2 separate regions of the Oryctolagus cuniculus genome follow, and region 1 is linked to region 2. The links are chromatin contacts, called in public Micro-C maps. All regions are on one chromosome and are shown on one strand. The core of a region is the stretch at or near the end of the contact, and the rest is flanking DNA. Distances in the headings are between cores, read along the strand shown. Region 1 overlaps LOC127490509 (a long non-coding RNA gene). Region 2 holds the start of KLF4 (KLF transcription factor 4).

Region 1 (6,713 bases), core at 3,903-6,402, 1.0 Mb after region 2:
ATCATTCCTTCTCACCCTGTCTCACTGTGGTTGATATTTAACTGTATTAAGTTTCTTGTTCAAGATGTCCATTCACAAATTTAATTCACATTATATTTGATACTCTTCACTCCCAAATTCCTGTTAAAATGACCAAAGGCATTTTAAAAAATAATAAAATGTCTAAAAAATGGTGGTCCTAATCAAATAAACCAGGAATTTCTGTCATACATAAGGCAGACTGGAACAACTGAGAAAATCACTGGCCAGTCCATCACCTGGTAAAGGAGAAGCTCATAGGGCTTCTAAGAAGACTCTCAGGTCTAGCTCCACACCCTGAGCATCAGGAGCAGTTGGCCCCATTGGAGTGGGATGAGGACAGACAGGGAAGTGCCAACCTTAACCTCACAAATGACTTCTGGGAACTACAGTAGTCCCAGCAATCACACTGGGTAGGGCAGGAGGGGTGAGAAGACACCAGTCATTCTACCCTCCAGCCCCACACAAAGAGGATAAAAACATTAAACAAAGGAGTGATCTCTCACTTACAAGCAAGGTGACCTCTAATTTAACCAAATAAAACTACAATAATCTAAGTTTTTCTTCTTTTCCCTTTATACCTTTACCAGAAAGCTCAACCAGGAACCCACGGATTCGATAGACTCTGTGTCCAACTCTACATCCTGGGTAAGTTCTCTAGGGATCTTGAGTTCACGAGACACATAGTGGGAGACACCAGCTGAGTCAGTGTTCCCAAAAGATGAATGGGATCTGAAGCTCCATCACTAGAAGGGGGGACAGATAGATTTGCTCTGCTTTCCGTCAATCAGGCTTTGCTTGCATTCATTCACTCTAATCAATTCTAAACCCATGCAGAACAAAGATTTTCTTTAAAAGTGATGTGTCTGCATCCTTTCCTTCTTCCTCATCCTTCCTCCTGTTCCAATAATAATGAACCAAGATTAAGACAGGAGAGAACAAGAGAAATCGAAGAAGCCTGACTGGGCTGAGCTGAGCAGTCTTCTCAGAATTTGGATAAAGGAAGATGAGACCAGAACTAAAGCAGAGAGAAATGGGAGCAGATGGGAAAATGTGAATGTCACGATGAGATATGAGTCAGGAAATGATTCCTCTGAAATTTTCATGAATTCATTCAATATCTAAATTTCTCCATTACTTTTGGTTGTTGACAAGTACTTTCTTGAGTTGGCCATAAGCCCTCCTTCTTCATCTGGTCTACACACATCTCCAGAGGGACAAACTAGAAGGTATTCTAGGAAGAGTGGCTCTAGTGACAAAAGTTCTTAAGTGGTGCTTTTGAAGGAAAGCTTTAAAGGTGAATGACTGAAAGCACAGGTGATTCAGTAGAGGCTGAAGGATCTGTGGGTTCTACCATAACAGGTACAACTGAAATATTAGGAGAGAGATTCTGCTGACAATGCTGTACCAAACAGTATGGGAGGAGAGGGAGTTGGTAGTTTCATGTCAAAGAAAGCATCCAAATTTATTTGGAAAACTTCTTTTTTAAAAGACTTCATTTATTTATTTAAATATTTATTTATGTAAAAGTCAGAGTTACAGAGAGACAGGGAGAGACAGAGATACAAACACAGAAAAAGAGATGGCCATAATGGCCAGGGTGGGTCAGGATGAAACCAGGAGCCAGGAAGCTCCTTACAGGTCTCCCACATCAGTGTCAGGAGGCCAAACACTCGGGCCATCCTCTGCTGCTTTCCCCAGGTCATTTTCAGGGTGCTGGATCAGAAGTAGAGCAGCCGGGACTTCAACCACAGCCCATATGGGATGCCAGCATCACAGGCAGTGACTTTGCCAACTATGCCACAATACTAGGCCCTGGAGAACTTCTTCAATGGGATAATTCAAGCAGGAGGGAGCTGGAAGATACAACTTAGTGCAATGATCTTCATAACAGACACAAAGAGTAGGATGAAGAGAAGAGGTGGAAAACATCATTGAATTTTCAAGAGCCCAAAGCTTCAAGGCCAATGGAGTTCCAACACCAATGTTGGGATGCCAAGGGCATTTTTTTGAATAGATTCATCTCTATTCTTTTTATCCCATCAAAATAAAAACAAGCAGATACTAACTATTCTCTAACTTCTCTAACTCCCCAGCTATAGAAAAGCACCCCAGATAGTTTTATCTCCTTCATAGTGACAAGTTATGCATCTACAACACTGCTAACCAGAGAAAGAGCTGGGCTTTACCCAGCAGACCTGAGCTGCACCTGAAAATTCAGTCTCATCCCAGATTAAATAAGACTCTGAGAAAACAAACTCTCCTCTCCCATGGATATTTATTTTAGCAATTCTATCTCAAAAGGAGAAAAAGACCAACAAACCCAGAAACTCTGCAGAAGACTAAGGCCAGGAGTCAAAGCCAGCAGCTAAAGTCTTCAGAAGAAATTGAATGCAAGAATTGGGTCTCCTCCATCCTCAGACTGAGACTTGGGCAATAGCTGGCCAGCCATGACTCAGAAGACACCTCTGTACCTGTGAACAATGCCCAGACCTTTGGGCTGTGTGATCATCACATCACATTCACACTAGTGAGCCAACAGGTGAGCTGCTCTGACTAGCACATCAGATTTCTTGCTGGCCAGGATTTCTGCAGAGTCCGCTCCTCATAAGTATGGCAAGAAATCTGAGTAAGGCAACAGCAGCAACCGCAATGATTCAACCATGGGATGAGTGGATTTGAGCACCTACTAGAACCTTGTCCTTGGGTAAGCTCCCAGCCCACTGGGACTAGCAGACACACAGCACCATAATGGTAATAGCATGTTGCTGTGGGTCCTCAGAGAGAGCCCAGGAAGGAGGGCAATAAATTACTTCTTGGAGCTTTCGTGGACATTATGTCATTTTAGCTCAAGTTCTCAGTCTTGTTAAAAGGAAAAGGTATGCTAGCTAGAGGGGGAAATAGAAAGAAAGGCATGGAGGTAACACATTTGCTATAGCCATGTGCAGTAATAAAGGGTCTGTGGTTCATTTATGGAATTAAAAAAAAAGAAAATTTCAGGACATAATTATCTTAAAACTAATGTGTCTTGGTAATAAGAGCCTGCAATTGACAGAATACCACAAAAATTGATTGACCAGAAGTGGTTGTGAATTTGGCTCTAGAGCAAATCATATGCATCAACCCATGCCTATTAAAATGCACAAAGGATAATGAATAAGGACCTCTTTTGATTACAGAGTCTTCAATCTAAAGGTCACATGCTGGCCAGAGACTCCCACTGTGGATACAGAGTAGTAAAAATGGTAGCGTGTAAGGGCAGTGGTTAGGAAAATGCTGGAGAAGTACACAGAGGAGGCTGCAACCTGGGATCATGCCTTCTTTTGCTATGCACAGGAACATGGAATACATGCATGGAAGAGAAATTGCCATCACAGTCCAGCTGCCTCCATTCGCCCTTGACCACATTTTAGAATGAAGATGTTTGAAAGGACCAAGCGGCTCATTCGTCAAGCCCATGGGCCAGCTGGCTTCAGTCCAGGATAAACACTGTCAGAGAAACTAGCCCTTCCCAGCCTCCCAGGAGGCTGTGGACTGCATGCCGAACGGGGCTACCAGCATTCCCTAACTTTTTTTCCTTGGGAATTTTACAAAGGAAACACAACATGGGTTGGCGAATGAGCTGTCACTGATGTGGTTATAAGGAAAAATAATAAACTGAACTATCAAAATGATCAATTCCATCCAACAAAGGTGACACGACTATCTTATTTCATACTGTTTTACCTGGAGATAACTGGATGACTATGTCTCTTTTTATATTTCATTTTTTGAATGCTATTTGTAAGTAGTTATCTCTCTCAGATTAAAAGATGTGTTTTCAAAGACAGGGAAAGCACAGTTAAGTAAATCTGTGTGAGAGAAAAAAAGAAATAGGGTTATTTTAGAGCCACTGAATTTTTGTGATTTCGGGCATGCCGTTCTGATTTTCTGGGTCTGTGTCCCAAGATAATCTTCCAACCTACCCTATTTGTTTTGACAGTTTGTGACCTTCCAGTTGACTGCTAGGTTGATTTAAGCATTGAATTCAATCTTACAATTTATATAAAAATGCCATTCATTCACATAATAAATATTTTACGTTAGAATCATCTCAGACATTGCCTAGATTTAATGTTGCCCATGCCTTGTTCCAAAGACAATTTGAGATAATTTGAAATAATAATTCAGCATAATAAACATCAATCTTGAGGGGAAAAATGAAATTAGCCTTTGTATAATCACATCTGTGTAAGGTAGGATCTTTCTTAGTGATTTCCTACAGGTGGTCTGCTCACTAATTTATCAGAGCTACCTGGCAACAAGTGCAAAGAGGGAAACATGATCTATTTCATAAATTTCTGTGTCAATAAGACACAAATAGCAACAAAGCTATTTCTGTTGCAGATTTCTGGATCTTTAATGTTGGTTTGACATAGTTAAATACTTCAAGCTACAGAAACCTTAATTCAACAAACATTTGCTCACACCTACTCTGCATGAGGCCCTGTGCCAGATATTAAAATGAGTTAAGATGAGTAAGATCTGGTCTGTGCTCTTCAAGTCTTTCCTAAGCATACGCCACAGATCAGGACTCACAGGCTAGCCCTGTTGCTTCTTCCCAGGTCCTGAATGTGCATCATCAACCCCATTTCCCCCATGAAAGGGAGAGGCCATGATGCAACCACCTGGAGGTCTTCCTAGTGTATGGGGAAATTCCAACAGTGTGTTAAAGCTGGGACACAGAGATGGGGGCAGAAATGGGGGTTCTTTGTGGTTTGCTATCCCCAACCACTGCTGCTCTGGAGCACATACCTGGAACTCAAGCATGTGGAATTTGTGGGTGTTTTTAAAGGCTCTAACATCCACAACTAACTTGCTCTGCAGTGCTTTAAAATGCTGTCATTGGCAAATGGGAAGTATCCGACTTCATGGATACAGTAGTCCTCCATCCTAACTGAAGGACTGGGCTAATGCCAGGCCAAGGGAAAGAATTTCTTAGAGCAGGAAAGTGACTTACTCAAGGCCATACAGGGCAGAGCAGGCACTGGGCTGTATGAACATGTCACAACACACTTGGATCCTGTTTAGGATTTCAGATCTCAGCTCCCTTGGGACTGTGGCTGAGAATAGACCCCATAGCTTAATCTCTTATCTATTTCTGCAGCCTTAGTAGCCTACTCACTGCCTGGAATGTCCTCAGGAGGCCACCTTGAACTGCTTTGCAGTGAGTTCTTGCAATGAAGGACAGGCAGTCTCCATCTAGCATAGATTAGCAACACAGGGAGCACAGAACAGAATGATAAAAAAAAAAACATAGACAGCTGGGTCTCACTCTGAACCAAGTGAATCAGAATAGCAGGTGATCCTTACACACAGGTGGAATTGAGAACGACTGTCCAGCTTCTCATTGAACCAAAGCATGGCCATGCCTCCTTGGGCTGGAGCCCAAAGTTACAACAGATCTCCAAATTCATTGTTCTTGGAAGGTTAGTTTCAGTGGGATGTCCTTGCCAAGGTTTTCACCATGGCAATCCCAGGGCATTCTTCAAAATCAAAAGCAGGCGCCATTTACCCTGTTAATGTTCATATACTGCCATCTAGTGGTGGCTGTGCCCTTTCTGGGAGGTGTATCCTTAAGATGCATTGTGTACCAGCTGTAGCAGATTTCCACACGATGCCAAAACACCAAGATGAATCATTATTCGCTCTTTCATTGCAAAGTGTTGCATGATTTCTCCTCCCCTGGTATCTACAAGTTCTTAGGTTTATTTGGACAGAGAGTCCAAGGTGGAAGTGGACCCACACCAAAACTGAGAATCAGATTCAGAAATCTGCATGTGAGCCCGGATCAGCACTGTGCCAGTCACGTGACTTTAGACATGTGATTCCATTCCTCATGCTTCATTTTACTCATTTGGAAGATGGAGAGAATAATTCAGCCCTCCACATTGCCAGCAAATTTTTATATTAATGACATCTCTAATGTGCAAATTGGTTGCAAACATCCATTGAGTCCTGGCTCTGCTTCCAATTTTACATCCCTACTGCTGAGAAGCCTGGATTGAGTTCTTGGCTCCTAGTTTTGGCCCAGCCCTACCCTGACTGGTTGCTGGCATGTGGGGAGTGAGCCAGTGATGGAGGATCTTTCTCCAAACCCCCTTTACAAATAAAATAAAAATAAATAATACAGTTTTAGTTTTTAAAAATATACACATATTCTCAATAAGTACTCAAAAAGTTTGAGGAAATTCATATTATAAAAAGGACATGCATGAATTTCAAACATTTATTGCATTCAAATAAACTTATCTTTTGACACCAGCATTGTGGTATAGTGGTTAAGCCGCTACCTACAACACCAGAATCCCATGTCAAAGTGCCAGTTTGAGTCCCAGCTGCTCCACTTTGGGTCCAACTCCCTGACAATGCAACTGGGAAAGCAATGGATAATGGTACAAGTACTTGGGTCCCTGATACCCTGGTTTTGGCCTGGCCCCACCCCTGGCCATTATGACCATTTGGGGATGCAAATGGAATTATAAGCTCTTTCTCTCTCTTTCTCTGTTACTTTGCTTTTCAAATAAATAATGGAACTTCTTTATTTAAAAAAGAATCCAAATTTATCTTTTAATTTTATCCTTTTATACGTTTTTTGAAGTACCCTTGCAAGGTATATAGACAATCAATAGTAACTCATGGATTACATGTCTGAT
Region 2 (5,976 bases), core at 1,909-4,408:
AACATTACTGAGGTCTTGGAATTAATTATTTAATCGTGACCAAGAGTAGAACTAAACAGCATAAAGGAAGGGTGAATCCCCAAAAGCTACATGCGAGATTTGAAAACTGATTTAAAAGAAGCCACCGCGCTTTCACAAAGTATAATTTCTTGATTACAAGGGCAAGGCTTTGCGGGAGCTAACACCGGCCCACATACTGCCTTTAGACTCTCCCAGCCTTTTAAAAGCCTAACAAAATTGCACATTCAAATACAGATACCATCCCTCAGCACAGGGCTCCTGGGCAAAAAAGTAGGCGCCAGTCTGCTCTGCTCTCCCTGGACTGCGGGGAAAGGAGGCAGGCTGGGCTGGCCGCCCAGGGAGCCCTAATAAAAGTGTCGGAGGTTGGCCATCGGACCCAGTCAGGACGACGAGGACACTTTTAAGAGGATTTTCCGCGTCTTCCGCCCCCCTACCTGTGTGGGTCCGCAGGTGGGCCTTGAGATGAGAACTCTTTGTGTAGGTTTTGCCGCAGCCCGCGTAATCGCAAGTGTGGGTGGCTGTCCTTTTCCGCGGCCACGACCTCCTGCCTCTCTTTGGCTTGGGCTCCTCCGGCAAGCAGGAACCCGGTGGCATGAGCTCTGGGGGAAGGTGAAGAAGGCGGGGTCAGCACCGTCCCGTGCGCCCCGGAGGGCCGGCACACGCGCCCGCGCGCGCGGCTCCCCAGCCCCGACACTGACCTTGGTAATGGAGCGGCGGCACCTGCGGCTGCATCTGCTCCGGCAGGAAGGGCGGGTAGTTGGGCCCGGGGTGGGGATGGAAGCCCGGGGGAAGCGACAGGGCAGGGTGACAGTCCCTGCTGCTCAGCAGTTCCTCGGGACCCAGGGTCGGGGTAGTCCTGCTGGGGAGCTGCCGCCCCAGGGGGAAGTCGTGTGCGGTCGGCCGGTGGCCGTTGCTGAGAGGGGGTCCGGCGCCCAAGTGCGCCTCCAGGGGCCGACCGACGGTGCACGAGGAGACAGCCTCCTGCTTGATCTTGGGGCACAGGCGCGGCGGCCCGCCGCTGAAGGGCGCCACCACCACCGGGTGGCTGCCGTCGGGGCTGCCTTTGCTAACACTGATGACCGACGGGCTGCCGTACTCGCTGCCGGGCGCGCTCAGCGACGCCTTCAACACGAACTTGCCCATCAGCCCGCCACCTGGCGGCTGCGGCTGCTGCGGCGGGATGTACACCGGGTCCAATTCGGGCCGCAGGAGCTCGGCCACGAAGCCGCCGGTCGGGCTCACGTCGTTGATGTCCGCCAGGTTGAAGGGAGCCGTGGGAGGGGGCGCAGACTCCCGGCCATAGAGCAGGCCGCCGCCCGCGCCGCCCGGCGCCACGCCCGGGTCGCCGCCGGCGCGGATCGGGTAGCTGAAGCTGCAGGTGGAGGGCGCGCTGGCAGGGCCGCTGTTCGACGGGGAGGACGAGGAAGAGGCAGACGCCGACGAGGACACGGTGGCGGCCACCGACTCCTGATGGGACAGCGAGTTGGACAGAATAAAATCTAGGTCCAGGAGGTCGTTGAACTCCTCGGTCTCCCTCCGGGGCAGGAGTGCCGGGTTGCTACCGCCGCAAGCCGCGCCGGCTCCGCCGCTCTCCAGGTCTGTGGCCACAGTCGCCGCCGCCAGGTCGTAGGGGCGGCCGGGAAGCACCGGGGGGAGTCGCTTCATGTGGGAGAGCTCCTCCCGCCAGCGCTGTGGGGACGGGGAGGGGAGGAGAGCTCGTCAGTGGCGGTCCCCTCTTGTCACCCACGGTCCTGACGCTCTGGTGCCCCAAGCGCACCAGCGCCGCCCAGGCCCCGGTACTGGGCAGGCGTAGATAGGGCTCCCCGGGGACTCCGGGTGCCAGCGCTGCAACCCCAGCCCACACCTGGGTCGGGGGACGGGGTATGTGTCTGTCCGATCGAGCGAGAGCGAGCGAGCGCCCGATCCCAGGGACTCTCCCGCCACCCCCAGAACTAGGACACCGAGGCTCTCCCTATGCGCCTTCGCCACGGGGCCGCCCACGCTCTGAGCTCCTTCGGGCTCGCTCAGCCGGCGTCTAGGGACTCAGCCACCTCGCGCGCGCGCCCACCCTACCGCCTGCGCGCCCTGGGACATGTGAGGGCCCGCCGTGCGCCCCTGGCGGCTCCGCGGTGCCGGGACCACACGCACAGACACCCCGGCCAAGGGCGCTGAAGCCATCCCGGCATCGCAGCGCAGTCGGTGCGTGGTGGCCACTCCTTCCCCTCGCCCGGTGGCTCTAGGTGACCCCAGGGCTCCGCCCGCCCCCAGCCCGGGCGCTGCGGTCGGCTCGCGGCGGCACTCACGTTATTCGGGGCACCTGCCGGACGCAGTGTCTTCTCCCTTCCCGCTGGGCCAGACGCGAACGTGGAGAAGGACGGGAGTAGCGCGTCGCTGACAGCCATGTCAGACTCGCCAGGTGGCTGCCTGCGGGCCGGGCGGGGCGCCCACGGAGGCAGGAGTCAGGGGCCACTCGCGGCTGGCGGCCCACCGGCCCTCACCCCTCCCTGCCCCCAGCGTCCCGCGCCTCTTACCTCATTAATGTGGGGGCCCAGACGGTCCTCGGGAGCCCGAAGCAGTGAGGGTACCCGAAACCCAAAGCCAGCGAAGGGTGGGGGTAAACCTTAGAAACGAAGCTAAAACCAAAAACCCCGAATTGCCCGAGATGCTTCTTCTTCCGATTAAATATAAATTGAAGACGTTTCTTTTTAAAAAAAGTTCCTTTGTATACAAAAGTTCTTAGAAAAGTTGTAAACTCTTATATAAAAATAGACCATCAGCAAGGCGAGTACGTAGGTCCGGTGGCCAGGCTGCCCTCTCGTCGACTCAGCAGCGTCCCCCGCCGCTGTCGCTGCGGCTGTCGCCGTGGGCGCAGGGGCTGTGGCCGGGGCGGTGGGCGGGCGGCGCCGCCAGGTGAGAATGGCCGCGGTGGCGCGGAGCTGCGGGCTGGGCGGCGGCGCAGGGCGCGGAGTCCTGGGGGCTGCACCGGGCGCGCGCGGCCATGGGCGCGGGCCGCGGGCGGGTGGGTGGGTGGGGGGCCGGAGGGGCGGGGAGGGGCGACTCGGCGGCTCCCGGTGCCGCCGCCGCCCGCCACCGCCTCTGCTCCCCGCGCGCCCGCAGCCGCGCTCGCTCTCCCGGGCCGGGGAACTGCCGGCGGCCGCCGCGCGCGTCTTACTTATAACTCCTCGGCTACCACCTCCCCGCCTCCTCCCCGCCGCGCGCCAGGCTCCGTCGTCAGGCCCCGCCCCTCCCTTTCTTCTCCCCGCCCCCCCGCGCGTTGCCATGGCAGCTAAATAAACAAACTCGGCGCACGTGGGGGCGGGGGCGAGGGAGGGGCGCGGGCGGGGCCGGGCCGGGCCGTGACGCCAGCCCGGCAGCTGGCGGGCTGGAGCCGCGCTGACGCCGGCGGCGGTGGCGGCGTCGACCCGGCGCGGGGCGCTGGGACCGCGGCGCAGGTCCGGTCGTTGCGAGACTGGGACCCTCCGCGCCGCCCTAGTCGGGCTGCTGAGTTCGAGGCGCGCGCTGGCGGAGGCTGGTGGAGGGGAGGGAGGCAGGGGGCGCCCCCACCCCAGGTCGGGTCGGCGCTCGCCGCGCTGTCTGCGCGCTCAGAAGAGCGCGATTATCCGCGTGACTCATCCCAGCCCTCCCTCTCGCCCCTACGCACGCAGGAGCTGGGCGCCCGGCCCGCAGCGCGCCGGTGCTGGCTTGGGCCTGGCAGCTCACGGTCCGCGCGCCGCCTCCTGCCGGGTGGGGGTGGGGTGGGGACGCGCTTGGAGGGGCGGCGGGTGCCCTGCGCCGTGTGGCCGGGGACTGGGAGCCCCAGAAGGCCGGAGCAGAGGCTTGCGCTTGGAATACCGGTGAAAAGAGACTGGAATGGGGGGCCGGAGTTACGGCGTGCATCGTTCCCGGAGGCGGAAAAAGAGTGAAAGGGCTAGAGATTTGGGGATGGGAGTGAGGGATGGGGGCTGTGAACGCGGAGACACCTTCTCGCCAGGCGTCTCGAAGCACTCGACAAGCCACGCACTCTGCTGCCCACTTTAAGGATGAGAAAACTGAGTCATAGAGAGGTGACATGGCGAGGCAAAGGTCACGAGCCACATCTGCGCTCTTCGGCTCGGGCTCCGGGCAGGTCGAGCCCACCCGAAATGGGCGAAGGGGACTCAGCCATGGGGAAAGCGGCCGCCGCTGGGGGACCTGGCTCCCGGGAGGCGTGCGCCGGCCCCGGGACGAGCCGTGCGTGCCCGCCGCGGAGTGGCGGGGAAGCGGCGATCGTTCCCGCGGTCGGATCCGGCCGCCTCCCCACCCCCGTTCCCCCGAGTGTGTGATCAGTAATTTTCCAGCCGGGAAATGTTTTCGCCCTCATCTCTGCAAACAGTCTTCTTCTTTTTTTTTTTTTTTTTTAAACGTGAGCGTGGTGTTCGGTATCACTCGCTAAACGTAGGCTTGCGAGCTGTTTACTTTGGACCGCGGCGCGCGGGGCCGGCTCCGCCCACCCCTCCGCCGAGCCCCCGGGCCGGTCCACGCCGCGCTCCCCGCCGGGGGAGGGGGCTGGGCGAAGGGGTCGCTGTTTGCGCCCCGGAGCCGCGTGTCCGCCCTCCTGAAGCTCCGGTGGCCTCATACTTTTTTGTCGTTGTCACCTGTTTGTTTGAATCGCGCGACTCTGGTACCTATTAGGTTTCCTCGGCGTATTTGTTAGCCCTGATTTTTCCACTCCTCGCCGACCACAGAAGCATTCGTGGAATGCAGCGCGCCCCGAATGAATCGACTGGCCTCAGTCTGCCAGCGCCAGGACGCCCGTTCGGAGCCAGGGCGCTGGGCGCCTTTAACTTTGACTTGCATCCTCTCGCCGGGTTTGGACGGGAAACCCCCGGGCCAGGCCTACGGTGGCACGGAGGGGTCCAACGCCGCCTCGGGGGGCAGGGCCTGGGGACCTTAAGTCCGAACACGATGCCCTTTTCACACCGAGAAACCAACGCGGGAACACACCTGCTCCTCCTGCCTGTGTCCCTTTCGTTGAGATGGGAAACCGTCTTGGGATGCGAGGACTTGAGGGTTGCGTGGAAAAGTTAACTCACTTTTGCATTAAGGCCAAGATCCCTAAACCCTGGTATATTTGTGTGAGTCCTTGATTGGCAGCTGTCAACCTTGGGATTCCCCACCAGATGCTTTCTACTTTTATTTAGTTAAGGCAGTGGCCCTTCCCTGGGGTGTGTGTGTGTGTGTGTGTGTGTGTGTTTGTGTGTGTGAACACCTCACCGTAACCGCCACAATGAAAAAATATTGCCCAGATGAATTGGAGAGCCCCTATTATTATGTCATACAATCTAGACAAGATTCTGAAACTCAGTGGAGACAGTTGAACTTGTACGTCCCAAACAGCTTTCCGAAGGGGAGAAGCCAGTGTGTCCCCGTGGCCGGCCACGAGCTGGTTAGTCCTGATTGCATCACAAAGGGAAATGTCTAGATTCACCCCAGATTGCTAAAAGAAGAAAGGAACTGCAGGTTCCTTTCAAGGCAGGTCTTGCTGTGACAACAGGGTTATGACCCTCCCTTTCCTCGGAACAGGTAGGGCCAGAAGAGTTAAATCCCTGCCCTATATAATTTATAAACATGAGGCCGAGTAAACCTTTCATGACTCAATTGCACTCTAAAATAATAATAATAGAAGACACCCTTTACAGAAGAATTAAATACTTACCGGTGACTTTATTTCAGCAAACCGATATTACAAGTTTTGTGGTATGGAAGTTAATTATTAATGTCCTTGGAGTTATAAAATAATTTTTTTTGCAAGCACAGCCTGCATTAGTTGGCAGGAGATGTGATGGAAGCTCCTGGTGCTAGGGGATTAATGTGGAGTCACGGAGGGGTGTGATCTGGTAAAGAGGCTCCAAACGTCGCCAGTGAAGGACTCTGCACCCAAGCTTCCGCCTGAGCCCGGCACATTGTGTGCTCCCA

What was found. Hi-C and Micro-C count contacts between places; a contact is called where the count stands out from the background.
Region 1: a Micro-C map of ear pinna shows a contact between it and region 2, with 5 times the contacts expected there. The contact joins the enhancer-like site here to the promoter of KLF4 in region 2. A contact is called at or near these places in 6 of 6 Hi-C or Micro-C datasets (ear pinna, embryonic fibroblasts, liver and 3 more).

Annotation. Positions count from the first base shown.
Region 1 is chr1:212,224,514-212,231,226 of mOryCun1.1, forward strand. The region is part of intron 3 of LOC127490509 (a long non-coding RNA gene); the gene reads right to left. Among named protein-coding and RNA genes, the nearest start is that of ACTL7B, 330 kb to the right of the region's middle. Within about 2 kb of position 5,153, at least 1 of the 8 cell types and tissues checked has an H3K27ac peak or open chromatin away from gene starts, as enhancers often do. A contact at or near this core is called in ear pinna, where this site is marked.
Region 2 is chr1:211,196,808-211,202,783 of mOryCun1.1, forward strand. KLF4 (KLF transcription factor 4) reads right to left here and starts at 3,159. Exons shown (of 5, transcript XM_051855992.2): 1 at 2,553-3,159; 2 at 2,325-2,445; 3 at 720-1,710; 4 at 456-620. The coding sequence starts at 2,557.